2 separate regions of the Hordeum vulgare genome follow, and region 1 is linked to region 2. A link is a contact called in public Hi-C data. All regions are on one chromosome and are shown on one strand. Each heading gives the region's core, a stretch centred on a gene start, on an enhancer-like site or on the middle of the called end of the contact. The rest is flanking DNA. Distances are from core to core; before and after follow the strand shown. Region 1 holds the start of LOC123439954. Region 2 holds the start of LOC123443852 (probable inactive receptor kinase At2g26730).

What was found. A called contact is a pair of places that touch in the nucleus more often than the background predicts.
Region 1: a Hi-C map of leaf shows a contact between it and region 2, with 2.5 times the contacts expected there. The contact joins the promoter of LOC123439954 here to the promoter of LOC123443852 in region 2. A contact is called at or near these places in 2 of 6 Hi-C or Micro-C datasets (leaf and seedling) and 1 of 1 datasets of contacts at active chromatin or transcription factors (embryo).

Annotation. Positions count from the first base shown.
Region 1 is chr3H:358,128,324-358,134,567 of MorexV3_pseudomolecules_assembly, forward strand. LOC123439954 reads right to left here and starts at 3,298. Exons shown (of 2, transcript XM_045116567.1): 1 at 3,100-3,298; 2 at 882-1,602. The coding sequence starts at 3,298. The coding sequence ends at 1,433. It overlaps LOC123439955 (a long non-coding RNA gene), which reads left to right and starts at 1,586. Exons shown (of 2, transcript XR_006630232.1): 1 at 1,586-2,018; 2 at 3,118-3,536.
Region 2 is chr3H:357,806,702-357,813,309 of MorexV3_pseudomolecules_assembly, forward strand. It overlaps LOC123443852 (probable inactive receptor kinase At2g26730), which reads right to left and starts at 3,836. Exons shown (of 2, transcript XM_045120391.1): 1 at 2,305-3,836. The coding sequence starts at 3,670.

The DNA of each region.
Region 1 (6,244 bases), core at 2,048-4,547, 320 kb after region 2:
CGATATTTACCCAAGTTCGGTCCCTCTTGATGGAGGTAATACCCTACGTCTTGATTTGTTTGTATTGATGATGAAGTATCCGGTACATAGTTGATCTACCTCGAGATCGTATGATGTGGTCTAACACCCTAGGAGTAATGATCTTAATCTGCCCTACGAGCTAAAACCCTCTTGTTTATATAAACACCATGGATACCTAGGGTTGCTTATGGTCGATTACATGAGGGAGTAAACATGTTGAACCCATCATCGTGACTTGGAGGACATGCCACGACTTAGGAGGTTTCCATCTTGGACACGGTGTCATCATAATCTTCGGTCCTTCAGTGATGGTCATAGAGAGGCCCACCTGTCCGGACCATAGGGATAGGCCAGCGGCCCGAGGACCCCTTAGTCCCATACTCCCTCACACGCTTTGAGAGGTCATGTTTGGTGGTCCTCGTGCATGAGGCTTACGTATATTTGTTGCGGAGTGGTCTAGGACACGACACAAAGTATGGTGGTTTGTGTGTGTTCGACTTGTCAAGGATAGACCGAATGACAATGGTGGTCAAGCAAATGTGACAACACGTCGTGCTTGAGTTTTGGTGGTGCTACTTTAGTACAAGGACCAGAGTTTTTAGAGTGAAAAACCTTGGTTGGACCTTTGTTAGTCATACCTAACAATGGCGGTGTTTTGTCATCATTACCTTGTTGAAGGTATTGCACAGAATTTGCTCAATTCTACTCTCAGGATGAATACTTAGGATCTAGTCTTTGACTGAATCCGACAACGGTGACATTGTGTGTCCTTAATTTCGTGAAGGCTTTATTTTTGGAGAACTTCTCACATCGCATGTGTTTTGTATTGAGTTTTTTACCCCGAATCCGAAGAACAAGAATTATATGATAATTTTATATTATCATGAGTAGTATTTACAAAAAAAAAGAAAGGAAAAAAAGAAAAGAGTATATATAACTCAATCGATTTCTTTTCTAGGCCACATAACGAATAATATACTCCCTCCGTCCTGTAATTCTTGTCGCTAGGGATTTTTTTTTTTTTAACTCCAACTTCTCCCGACAAAAGTCACAGTCCGCCTCATCTCACACAACGAGGAGTCCACCACCCTAGTTGCCCTGGCCCCCTCCGCCGGAGCTCCGGTGCTTCCCGCCGCAACTGCATCCTCCTCCACCGGTGCAGGTGCCTCCTCCGCTGCTCCCTCCTATTCGCGCAGCTCCCACTCACTTGCCTCCCCAGCTTTCCCTCCCTTTATCGAGAAAAAGTCCTTCATTTTCCCACGGGCTATGGCACTCTGCTCCGCCTGCATCGGATCCGGCGAGGCTGACGGCGGCTGCGAGGCCCGACGCACCGGATCCGGACCACCACCAACCAAAGACGATGGGAGCCACAGATGCTGCGAGAACCGGGGGACCCAACAACGACAGCAAGCTAAAGTCTCCCCCTTGCAAGGTCAAATGAGGAGTACGACAACGGCGATGTCCTGGAGCAGAACGAGCGACCTGGATGGGAAGGAGGGTAGCAGCAGGACGAGGGACAAAGCTGAGCCGTCTTGCTCCCTTCGGACGACCCTCCATGCCCAACACCCCAAGATCTTCCGGCTGCACAAGGCGAATTACTTGCTCATCTGTTAATTCTTCTGAATATGCAGCAGGATTTTCTCAAACTTAGAGCATAATTTTGCAGCAAGATATATCTCAGATAGCCACTGTGCAATCAGCTCAACAGTGTAAATTTAGAGCTAGATTTTGTCAAACTGAATCTTGCTCAACAGATTTAGTTATGTTGCTAAAATTTTAGTATTTTATACTTCTCTGAATACAAAAGACCTATTCGGCAACTCTTCGCCCTGCACCTTGGCTCGTGAAGCGGCCGGAGCGGAGCAGACTATAGCCTATTTTCTTGGAGTCGCGGAAGTGGTGCACCGTTCGCTCCCCTATTTTACGGAGCTGGATGGTTGCCCAACAGGCTCAAAGTGTACTTCTTATTGCAAGGAAATTTAAAACTCATTTCACAAGTGAGTTAACTGAATTTTGACATAGTAGTTAACTGAATTTACTACCATCTTTACCAAATGCAGTTTACCCATTTGTTTTGCTTCTTACTTTCTGCTATGTTTGCTAAGAGAAGATTAACTTCCTTCTGTAATTATTCACATGATAGATGTGCCAACTTCCTTTCGCAAAATTTTGCCACCTTGACCAACATTTTGACAAACTTACTGCTAGTCTAGAGCCACATGATACCTTGCTAGGTTAGTTATTTTTCTAACCAACCAACGATGCATGCAAATCTGCTAGATAACCCCAAGTCCACAGCAAAGGAGGAAGAAAGTGAAACGTGAAGCTGATCAGCTTATCCATCAGCTAGATAACCCCAAGTGCAACTGGGTTCAGGGCCTATACTTGCTTACCGAAGGAAAAAAGACAAATAATTGGATTTTTTTAACAATGGGTGCTGATGTTTGCATGATCGGTGTTAGTCCAAGCTAATCCAAGTACTGAATTACTCCTTGTTGGAGTACTGTCATTGAAATGTAAATTGAATTACTGTCATATAACAGTAATCTGAATTTTAAACTGGGTATGAAGTAAACTTGCTAGAGTACAAATTTATGCATTACTCCATATTTTTTGAGGTACCTTCATTTACTTCATACTCAAAATTTACTCCAAATTTACACATTACTCCTTGCTGGAGTATTTTTAAAATACTCCTATGGTTAAAATGGTCATGTTGTATAAAGTTCATCTGTATATGTGCTGAAAATTCAATTATACTTGCCTACTAAAAATTCAGTTAAAATTCAGTCACCATTCTGAATTTTGATATTGCTTCATACAGCTCCATCTAACTCCATCTACTCCTCGGCATACTGAATTAAGTCAAATTCAGTCACCATTCTGAATTTTGTAGTTATCATACATTTTGTTCAGAAAACTCACTGAAAAAGATTTGTTCAGTCACCATTTTGTTCAACTCTAGTTGATGTCTAGGAGAAGCAAACTGACCAAAGTAATCAAACATCCGAGGAGTCCCAACAATCTTGTCTCACTTTGATTTGCTCTAAAATTAAGAGTGAATTTGATTGAACTTACTTTGTACCTTCCCTTCAGAGTGCATAGGAGCAGCAACAGTAGGGGCACGGGAGAAGGACAGAAGATAGCAGAGCTCTAACGGTGGAAGCTCGAGGAGAAGCAGCAGCCGGAGCACAAGGAGAAGGTGTAGTCGGAGCTCGAGGAGAGGTAGAAGTGGGAGCTCGAGGACACATAGGAGAGCAGTTTTTGGCGGTGGCATAGGTTTGGCCGGAGGTGGCACAGCAGGTCTGAGGAACGGCGGGAGAGCACTTCTAGGCGGCAGGAGAGGGCCGCAGTGGCATAGGTCTGGGCGATGGCACCGAAGCTGTTCTGGGCGGCGGCAGACCGGGTCATGAGGAATCGTGGCTATAGCTAGACGTGACTGACCGGCGCCGGCCCTGGCAATGTGTAACTCATCCTATCTTTATTTTGGCACGAGGGTCTCGACAGGGATAGAAGCGCACCTCGTCGTTTCGCAAGAATGAATATCATTACAAATACATGTATGGAAGAGATGAGTATAAGGAATTGGCTTGCACGGGTCACAAGCTACAACATGAACAACACAATACAACAATATATTCAATCATCATGTAGAAGAGCATGGTCCGACTATGGATGAAAACAAATGATAAAAGAACAATGTTCATCCTTACTATACCAAGCTGCCGACCTAGAACCCATCCTATGATCGATGAAGAAGAGGAAGAAAAACTCCAAATAGAAAAATCACCGCGCTCACGTCAAAGTATCGTTTTACTTGTACCTGCAACTGTTGTTATAGTAATCTATGAGCCACAGGGACTCAGCAATCTCATTTCCAAAGGTATCAAGACTAGCAAAGCTTAATGTGTGAGGTATGGTTAAGTGGTGAGACTGCAGCAAGCAACTACGCATTTATTTAAGTGGCTAACTTACGAATACACGAATAATAGGAGGTGATCTATTTATAAATGGACGTGAACTAATATTTATTAAGAAATGATCCTGAACACATACTTATGAGTCAAACACAACCCCACTGTGTCCTCTTTCGGATGCAGAACTCACGATAAGAGACAGTCACGGGTACACACTCAGTTGACATATTTTAATTAATTTTACTTCAAGTTCACTATGACCGGATGTTAAACAAAGTTTTCAAGTTGTCACATAAACGCGGGCATGGCTTTCCGAAAGACTTAACCCTCTAGAGGTGTTCCAACTAGTCCATCAAAAATTACCAAAAGCTGCCCTGGAGAGAAAAGCTCAACTTAGAGATAGCCGAGGTATCCTCGATATCCCACTGAACGAGACCTTTGATAAGAGTAAAACAAACCCAACAAGACCGCCTCGCTGGCCAGATCACAATAGGAGCCGCACGTATCTTTTTTCCAGGGCATTACCAGATGAGCTACGCGTATAGTGGCGTGATAGAAATCCTCAAGTTGCCCCGGGGTGGCCCCACATAGTGCTCTATTTAGGACCAGCATCATCAACACTAGCCCTCACTGTATTAGGTTGAATAACGAACCTCAGGTAGCGCTAACTCCCTATGCATCAAATTAATTATTAGTGTTATTATGTTGCGCTTGTGCTTCACCAAGTTAAATTGATGACAATCAACGGATTAAGCACACTATTTATTGTTCTTGAAAAGATTGAAGAGAGATAAGAGCACAAACTTGAAGAAGTCTTCAACGACAACACCGGAGGAATTCACAAATGAATGAGGATACCAAGAATGAATGAAGATACATGGGAACGAATAGACCACGATCCGCCTAATAGAAAACTTAAACGAAGCACCGAAATAATTGAGATATGAACGAAGAGACAACAATTGAGAAGAATATGAGAATGAAAGCTGAAAGCTGAGAATGAAGAAGTCTTCTGAAATTCTGGCCTTCGGAGGATCGAGAAATGAACACGACACTAAAATGCACTAGATAGATATGGAAGGAATTACTCATGATTGGAAACAATTTGAAAGGATAGCAACAAGCTGAAACATGAATCTTCAAAAGAACAGACTAAGAATTAAGAGAAACTTTCCTTCGGTCTTCCGAGCTGAGAATGATGGCAAGAATCACCATCAAGAATTATTCAGACACTCCGAAACAATGAATAAGGAAAAATTTGAGCCAATGATGAAAATAATTTGAAGCGATCTTGAGAAGGAATGTGACTGATGGAATCCATACTTACGTCATGCTTTAAAGAATTAGATATCTCCGGAAAAGATTAGAAGAGTCGGGTAAGATCCTGGGACAAGCATGTGGGTTATGGGCCCACTCAAAGAATACACTGTTGAAATGATTGCTAAGAAAAGAGAGATTGCACCGGTAAATGAAACTTGATGAGAAGAGATCTTGAATTAATTGAAGGATTGAATGAAAACACGAATCTTCTGATATATCTTGTGCACTCCGAATAGAAAGAGAGGGATGAATAAATAAGAGAGGCTTGGATACGAATTTCCAACACATGAAATCATTTAACAAATGGAAAGGATATGATGAGCACCGAAATCTTGAATTGAATCCAACGGAGAAGAAAACAATAATGAAGAATGATGAACTTAACACTTGAGCATCTTCACAATAAATCACCGGATACAATATGGAAGAAAGAAAATAAATAGCGGAAGCATCAATGAAAATAAATTCTCTTGGATGGTAACTTAATCATTTAAGAAAAAAGGTTGGAGGGTGGGGAAAATAAAGACAACTTGGGACATATGAGGCAAACTCCGGAAAGAAATATGAGGATTGATCTTGCAAATATTGGAGAGGATTGAATTGTCTTGAAGAGAAGCACACAGATTGAAAGAATTTCATGACAACTCCAGTTGAACAAATGGATTAGCATTCCCATAAAAATATGAGTACACCACTTAGGAAATATATGAAATTAACACTTACGTCGAAGCAACTCGAATTACCATATTCCAACAAAACAAATTATGAGGCTTAGTAAACAAGCCGGAAGCAAATTCATGGCACATATTTCGTCCGATATTTTCGTGGTAAGGTTCGCATGGGATCGATCATACATTGGATTGTCATATTGAAATGATGCTCAAATATGCTCCCTAGGCGTAGTGAACTACAAGGGTTGACGGAGCATATGTGACAAAGCATATTGAGGTTGTCCTCTATAAGAAAGATCGTAAACAAACGAATCC
Region 2 (6,608 bases), core at 2,586-5,085:
GCCACGGACCCATGTGTCCTATACTGTAGTGGAGACCAGCAGAGGACGAATTCGCGGAGGACATGCAAGTTTGCCACTTGCGGCCGTAGGACCTCAGATTAGTCAAAATCTCATACTGTCAACTTCTAAACTCAAGAGTAGAGCATGTATACGTAATATGGCCACTGCAACCTCTCTCTCTCGCGCGCACACACACATGTGCAGTAGATTAAGAAAGGGCGTGCTGATTTTATGGTGGCATGATGAATAACGTGCAACCACCGGACTGTTCATTCGGCTGTCATCATCATCTATCCTTTTTTCTGGGCAGGTGAGGCTTTGATCGCAAGCAATTAAGAAGGCCGCGAGGGTCCCCCGCAAAAAAAAGAAAAAGAAAAAAGGGCCGCGAGGGACAACGAGGCACAGACATGGCTCGAGGTGAATGCCTGCTTGCAGCAGCCGAGTGCAGCGTTTTGGTCATGAATTTTTTTCCCACATGCAGTATACACCTATATGATGCTGTGGATTTTCTTTTATTTTTCAGAACTTTTGAAACATAGGAACCATTATTTTCGAACTTTTGAAGAAAAAAAAAAAACTCCATGAAGGACCAAAAGGCCTTTCCCATTAGGGCATGCGCAGCCGGGTAAGAGGCGAGCACTTTTAGGTGGGATCATGGCGGGGAAGTGGTTCGGCACTCACCGCTCACCGCTCACCACGACAACTCATACCCAACATTATTCTACTTGGAGCAGCCCCACCCCCCAATCTTGCATGCTTGCCAGGTACTATGAGATGTACTAGTAGCATGAACATAAACGTCGATGTAGTACTACTTGCTGCTATGCGTACTATAGTAGATAGATGCGAAAATGACTTTTGGAGCTCGGCCTTCATGAAGACCAAAATTCATTAAAACTCATATATTTACATTTTTAAAAAATCTGAAAGAAATACGGATATACATGAAGGCATAACACACATGTGTGTACATTTTTAAAACAAAATACATTGAAATGAGTTATATGCAAAAAAGATAAATTTATGGCTTTTTAACCCATGATACTATTTATCATAAAAGTACATGAATTTGTTCTTTTTTACACATATCGCATCTTAAGGCGTTTCATCCTGGATTTTTGCACACATATACATTTCATTCTTGTGTAGTTGCATATTGTTTTTCAGTTTTTTTTAAACCAAAAAAATTGAATTTTTTTCAAATAAAGGGTTTCATGAAGGCCGATCTCCAAAACGCCCTACTCAGATAGATAGGAGTACTAGCTTCATCGTGCATTTGTTCCACTTGCCAGGGTATTGACTTTGGTTTACAGTGGGGCAACACTTGGGACGCGGCACATGGCACTTGTACCTTGTAGAGGAGCATTTGCGCACCTCTTTACACGCCCAACAGCGCACACGGGTAGTACATACTAGCACTAGCACTAGCACCGGAGGGCATTTCCCACGGCCACAGCAGAAGCAGCCCCCAAATGTACTGTATGGCAATGACAGATATGGCGCCAAGAGTACGTAGTACACCAAACGAGGAGCCTTTCATACTATTCAATGTGCCCCGGCAAATTGCGTTTGCGTTTCTGGATCGGAATGTGAAACCCAGCATTTTATTTTTGGCACGCACCCAGCCAGCCTGAGTAGGCGTAGGCAGTGAGGTGAGGTGAGCTGAGGACCATCATCGCTTTACAGCCCAGACCTCGCAGCCATCGCACCACTCCCTCCGAGTCCGACCACACTTGGGCTGGGCATCATCAGAGAAAAGCCACGACGCAACAGAAAAGATGAAGAAAACAAATGACCATCAAAGAAAAAGGAACATCGCCGAAAAGAGAGAGAGAGAGCAGGGAAAAAGCGCGCCACAACTACTTCCCCGACACATGCTGGTCACATCGAATTCTCTCTCTTTTCCGCCATGGCGAGAGGAATTTTCCAGTAATTAAACTGCCGCGCATCTACCGTTCTATGTAGCCTAGGTGTAGGTGTAGCCACCTGCTTGCGGACGACCATCAATGCCGGACAATTCCGGCAGAATCTTGCACTGCACGGTGCCATTCTGTGTGTCCCCGTCGGTAGCGTGAACGAGTAGTACCATCACTTATTGATGAATTTCTCGCGCGACGCCGGCCTAATTTTTGCCTATGATGGCGCACACGACGCAGCAATCCTAGCCAGGCAAAGCGGGTAGCAGGCAATGCAGTGAGCAGTGATGCTGCGAGTGCGACGGCGATCACGGTGACAAGGGCGGGCGGCGACGTATATTTGGTTTCAGAAAAGAAAACAAGATGATGATGATGATGGTAGGCTGACCGTGGAGCATGGCGGAGAGGCTGCCGTTGGGGAGATAGTCGTAGACGAGGAGCTTCTCGTCCTTGGAGAAGTAGTAGGCGCGGACGGGGAGGAGGTTGCGGTGCTCCACCCTGCCCAGCGCCTCCATGTGCGCGTCGAACTCGCGCCGCGCCACCGCCACGTCCTTGAGCCGCTTCACCACCACCGTCGTCCCCTCCTCCAGCACCGCCTTGTACGACGTCCCCACGCTCCCCTTCCCCAGCACCTCCGCCGACGCGCGCAGCAGGTCCTCCAGGTCGAAGCTGTACCCCGCGCCCTTTCCCAGGAACACCAGCCGGCTCGCCTCCCCCGTGCCGGCGCCGGCGGCCACCGCCGCTGCAGCCGCCGACCCTGAGGTGCCGCCTCCCATGTCGTCCTTGGACGATGACGTCATGCCGGACGCCGGCGGAGCGACTCCTCTTGCTTCCCCCACCGCCGCCGCGGATGTGCCCTTTGGTTGTCCCTCGCGGGCGCCTCTCCGCCGCCGGGACCTCGCGCAGAGCAGGATGGCGGCAAGCAGGAGCAGGGCGACGACCACGGCACCCACGACGATGCCGGCAATCTCCGCGCCTGAGAGCTTCCTCTTCTTGTTAGACACCGCCCCGGGCTCGTCGCCCGGGCTCATCCCGGGAGCCGGCGATGGGGACGGGAAGAATGGGCTGCAAGGGGGCAGCGGTTTGCCGCAGAGCTGGAGGTTCCCGGCGAAGGCGTCCGCCGGGAAGTGCGCGAGGGCCTGCGGAATGGAGCCGTTGAGGCTGTTGTCGGAGACGTTGAAATCCTTGAGCTCCGGGTTGGCGATGCTGGGGATTTTGCCGGAGAGGCGGTTGCCTTGGAGGCGCAGAGAGCGCAAGGATGTGAGGCTGTTGAGCGCGAAGGGGATGGGGCCTGATAGATTGTTGTGGGAGAGGACGAGCCTCTCGAGGGCGGCGAGCTTGGCGACCCCCGCCGGGATGGCGCCGGAGATCATGTTGTTCTGCAGGAAGATGGCGCGGAGGCTGGAGAGCTGGAGCAAGTCGTCGGGGATGGTCCCGATGATGCGGTTGGAGCGGAGCGACAGCACCTGGAGGTTGGGGAGGCGGGCGATGGTGGCCGGTGGGATGGCGCCGACGAGGCCGACCCCCGGGAGGCGCAGCTGCAGGACGGTGGATTGGGCGGCGTCGCACGTGACCCCGACCCAGGTGCAGGCCGGCGTGGAGGTGTTCCAGCCGAGCTTCCGCTCGTGCGGCGTGGCCGTGAGGAACGCCAGCAGCGCGGACCGCTCGCTCGGCGGCGGCTCCGCGAAGGCGAGGCATGCGAGCGACGCGACGACCGCCAACAGCACCGCCGCGGACGCGCGGGGCACGGCCATTGCGACGGACGGACGGGTGGGCGCGTCTATGAAGAAGGCATTGGGGAGCAGAGCCGGAGCCGGAGCCGGAGCCGGCTTATTTGTTGGGGGGCGTGGATTTGGGGAAGAAGGGAGTGGGAATGTGCGCGCCGGGGAGAGTTTTATGCGGTGACTGACTGGCGACTAGTAGCTGGCATCGACGACGCACTGCCACTGGCTCGAAATGGCGCGCACACACACTGCCACAGTGCGCGCGTCCGTGACGGCGTCGGGTGTGCGTCCGTGCGTCCGTGTGCCGCGCTGCCTCGTGATCTGATTCTTTCTGTGGATGCCGAGCCATGTGTTTGGGCTTGTTGGTTTCTGGGCTGGCCGGGTCACCCTCACGCGTTCGAGCATGTTGGTTCCGGGATTTTCAACGAGATCTTGCGCTTGGACGAGTACGAAGGATCAAGCCACCGCAGCTTGACACAGGTCAACGGTTTCCGTGATGCTGTTGATGTGTGCGGTCTCTGATCTAGGATTCACTGGACCGAGATGGACCTTTGAAAGAAGGGTCGCAGGAGGAACCTATACCCGCGTACGCTTAGACAGAGCTTTAACTACTGTGGGGTGGCTGTCTATATTCCCGAGTGCCAGATTAGTGCACAAGGTGGCAGCAACATCCGATCACAACCCTATCTTGCTTGAAACTGAAAGCCTACTGAGCAACCCCGTGAAACGAACTTTTAAGTATGAGATGATGTGGGAATCGCATGATGGTTTCCAAGAGGAGGTGCAACAACATTGGCAGGGCTCTGGAGTGGTCTCAGCAGCAGATTTAAAAAGGAAGATAGACGCGCTGTCAAAAGGGCTCGGGCGCTGGGATACAAATACTTTCGGTAACGTCCGGAAGGAGATAAAACGTCTGAATGGAGATCTAGCAAACCTACGAGCAGATCAAACACGTACCCAACCTTCTAGAGTTGAAATAAAAAATCAGGGATAGACTGTCCGAGCTCTATTTCACAGAAGAGGTGATGTGGCGTCAAAGGTCTCGGGTATCATGGCTCAAAGAGGGCGACAGAAATACAAAGTTCTTTCATCTACGGGCATGCAAGCGTCGACGCAAAAACAGAATCCAGTCTCTGGTACGTGAGGATGGTACTACAGTTGATAATGCTGTTGAGCTAGAGCATATGATCACCGATTTCTACAAACATCTTTAGACATCCGAAGGTATATCCAATATGGAGGACGTACTTAACAGGGTTCCACGTAAAGTTACCCCGGAGATGAATAATCTGCTTACATCAGAGTTTACTCAAGAAGAGGTGAAGGAAGCTTTATTTCAAATGGCACCCACCAAAGCGCCAGGGCCTGATGGATTTCCAGCCCATTTTTTCCAACGCCACTGGAATGTATGTGGCACCGACATCACTGCAGTCACCTTAAAAATTCTGAGAGGAGAAGATGATGTGGCCATACTGAACGAAACTATTCTGGTATTGATACCAAAGGTAACAAGCCCCACACTCCTCACCCTATTCCGTCCTATCAGTCTTTGTAATGTCCTTTATAAAATAGCATCCAAGGTCCTAGCAAATAGATTGAAATCCATCCTCCCTGAGATCATATCCGAAGAACAATCAGCTTTTGTTGGAGGAAGAATCATTACAGACAACATAATTTCTGCTTATGAATGTCTGCACTTTATGAAACGAAGCAAATCGAAGAGGAATGGGTTTTGTGCCTTGAAATTAGACATGATGAAAGCATATGACCGGTTGGAATGGACATATCTGAGCGCTATGATGACCAAACTGGGTTTTGCACCATCTTGGGTTGATCTTATCATGCGGATGGTGAGCTCAGTTACGTTCTCAGTCTTATTTAACGGGAAGAAACTAAACAATTCAGTCCTACGAGAGGAATTCGACAGGGAGATCCACTATCACCCTATCTCTTTTTGTTGGCAGCAGAGGGCCTTTCGTGCCTCCTCAAAAACCACAATGAATCATCGCCTATTCACGGAATTAAAGTGGCACCAACGGCTCCGTCGGTAAGCCACTTACTGTTTGCTGATGATAGCCTGCTGTTTTTCAAATCGAGCTGTCAGGGAGCTACTATGGTATCTTCTTTGTTGGAAACCTATTGTAACGCTTCGGGACAAAGAATTAACCAATCTAAGTCCTCCATTTTCTTCAGCAAAGGGTGTTCAGATGCAGAGAAAGAGAGTATCAAAAACATTCTCAATGTGCACAATGAGAGTCTGAATGACAAATATTTGGGCATGCCCACAGATGTTGGCAGCAGCAAAAATGGGGCGTTTAAATATCTGAAAGGTAGGGTTTTGGGATAAAGTGAAAGGATGGATGGAAAAGATATTATCCTCAAGAGGGAAAGAAGTTCTTATAAAGTCCATTGCGCAAGCAGTCCCGGTTTTCTCTATGGCATGCTTTAAATTGCCCCGTGGATTGTGCCTCCCGATGAAAGGAAGACCAGCTGGGTATCGTGGGAGGTGATGACACAGCCTAAGTATGAAGGTGGATTGGGTTTTAAGGATATTGAACTATTTAACCTAGCCTTACTTGCTCGACAAGCTTGGCGTCTGCTCAAGGCTCCGGATTCCCTAAGGGGCAGGATCCTAAAGGCACGATACTATCCCTCTACTTGCTTCCTGGATTCTCAGCTCGGGAATAACCCTTCACAAATATGGCGAGCAATCATCGAGGGGAACGAAATTCTCAGGCTAGGACTGATCAAACGAATCGGGGACGGCTCAACCACAGAGATATGGAACCACAATTGGCTCCCGGAAGTTGCTTCCATGCGACCTATTGCATGTCTCACGGCCCAACGTCCCACCATGGTGGCCGAGCTCATTGATCACACATCAGCCAGGTGGAACCGGGAGTTGATCACCTCAACTTTTCTACCGATTGATGCGGATGTGATTCTCAACATCCCTCTTAGCACCCGA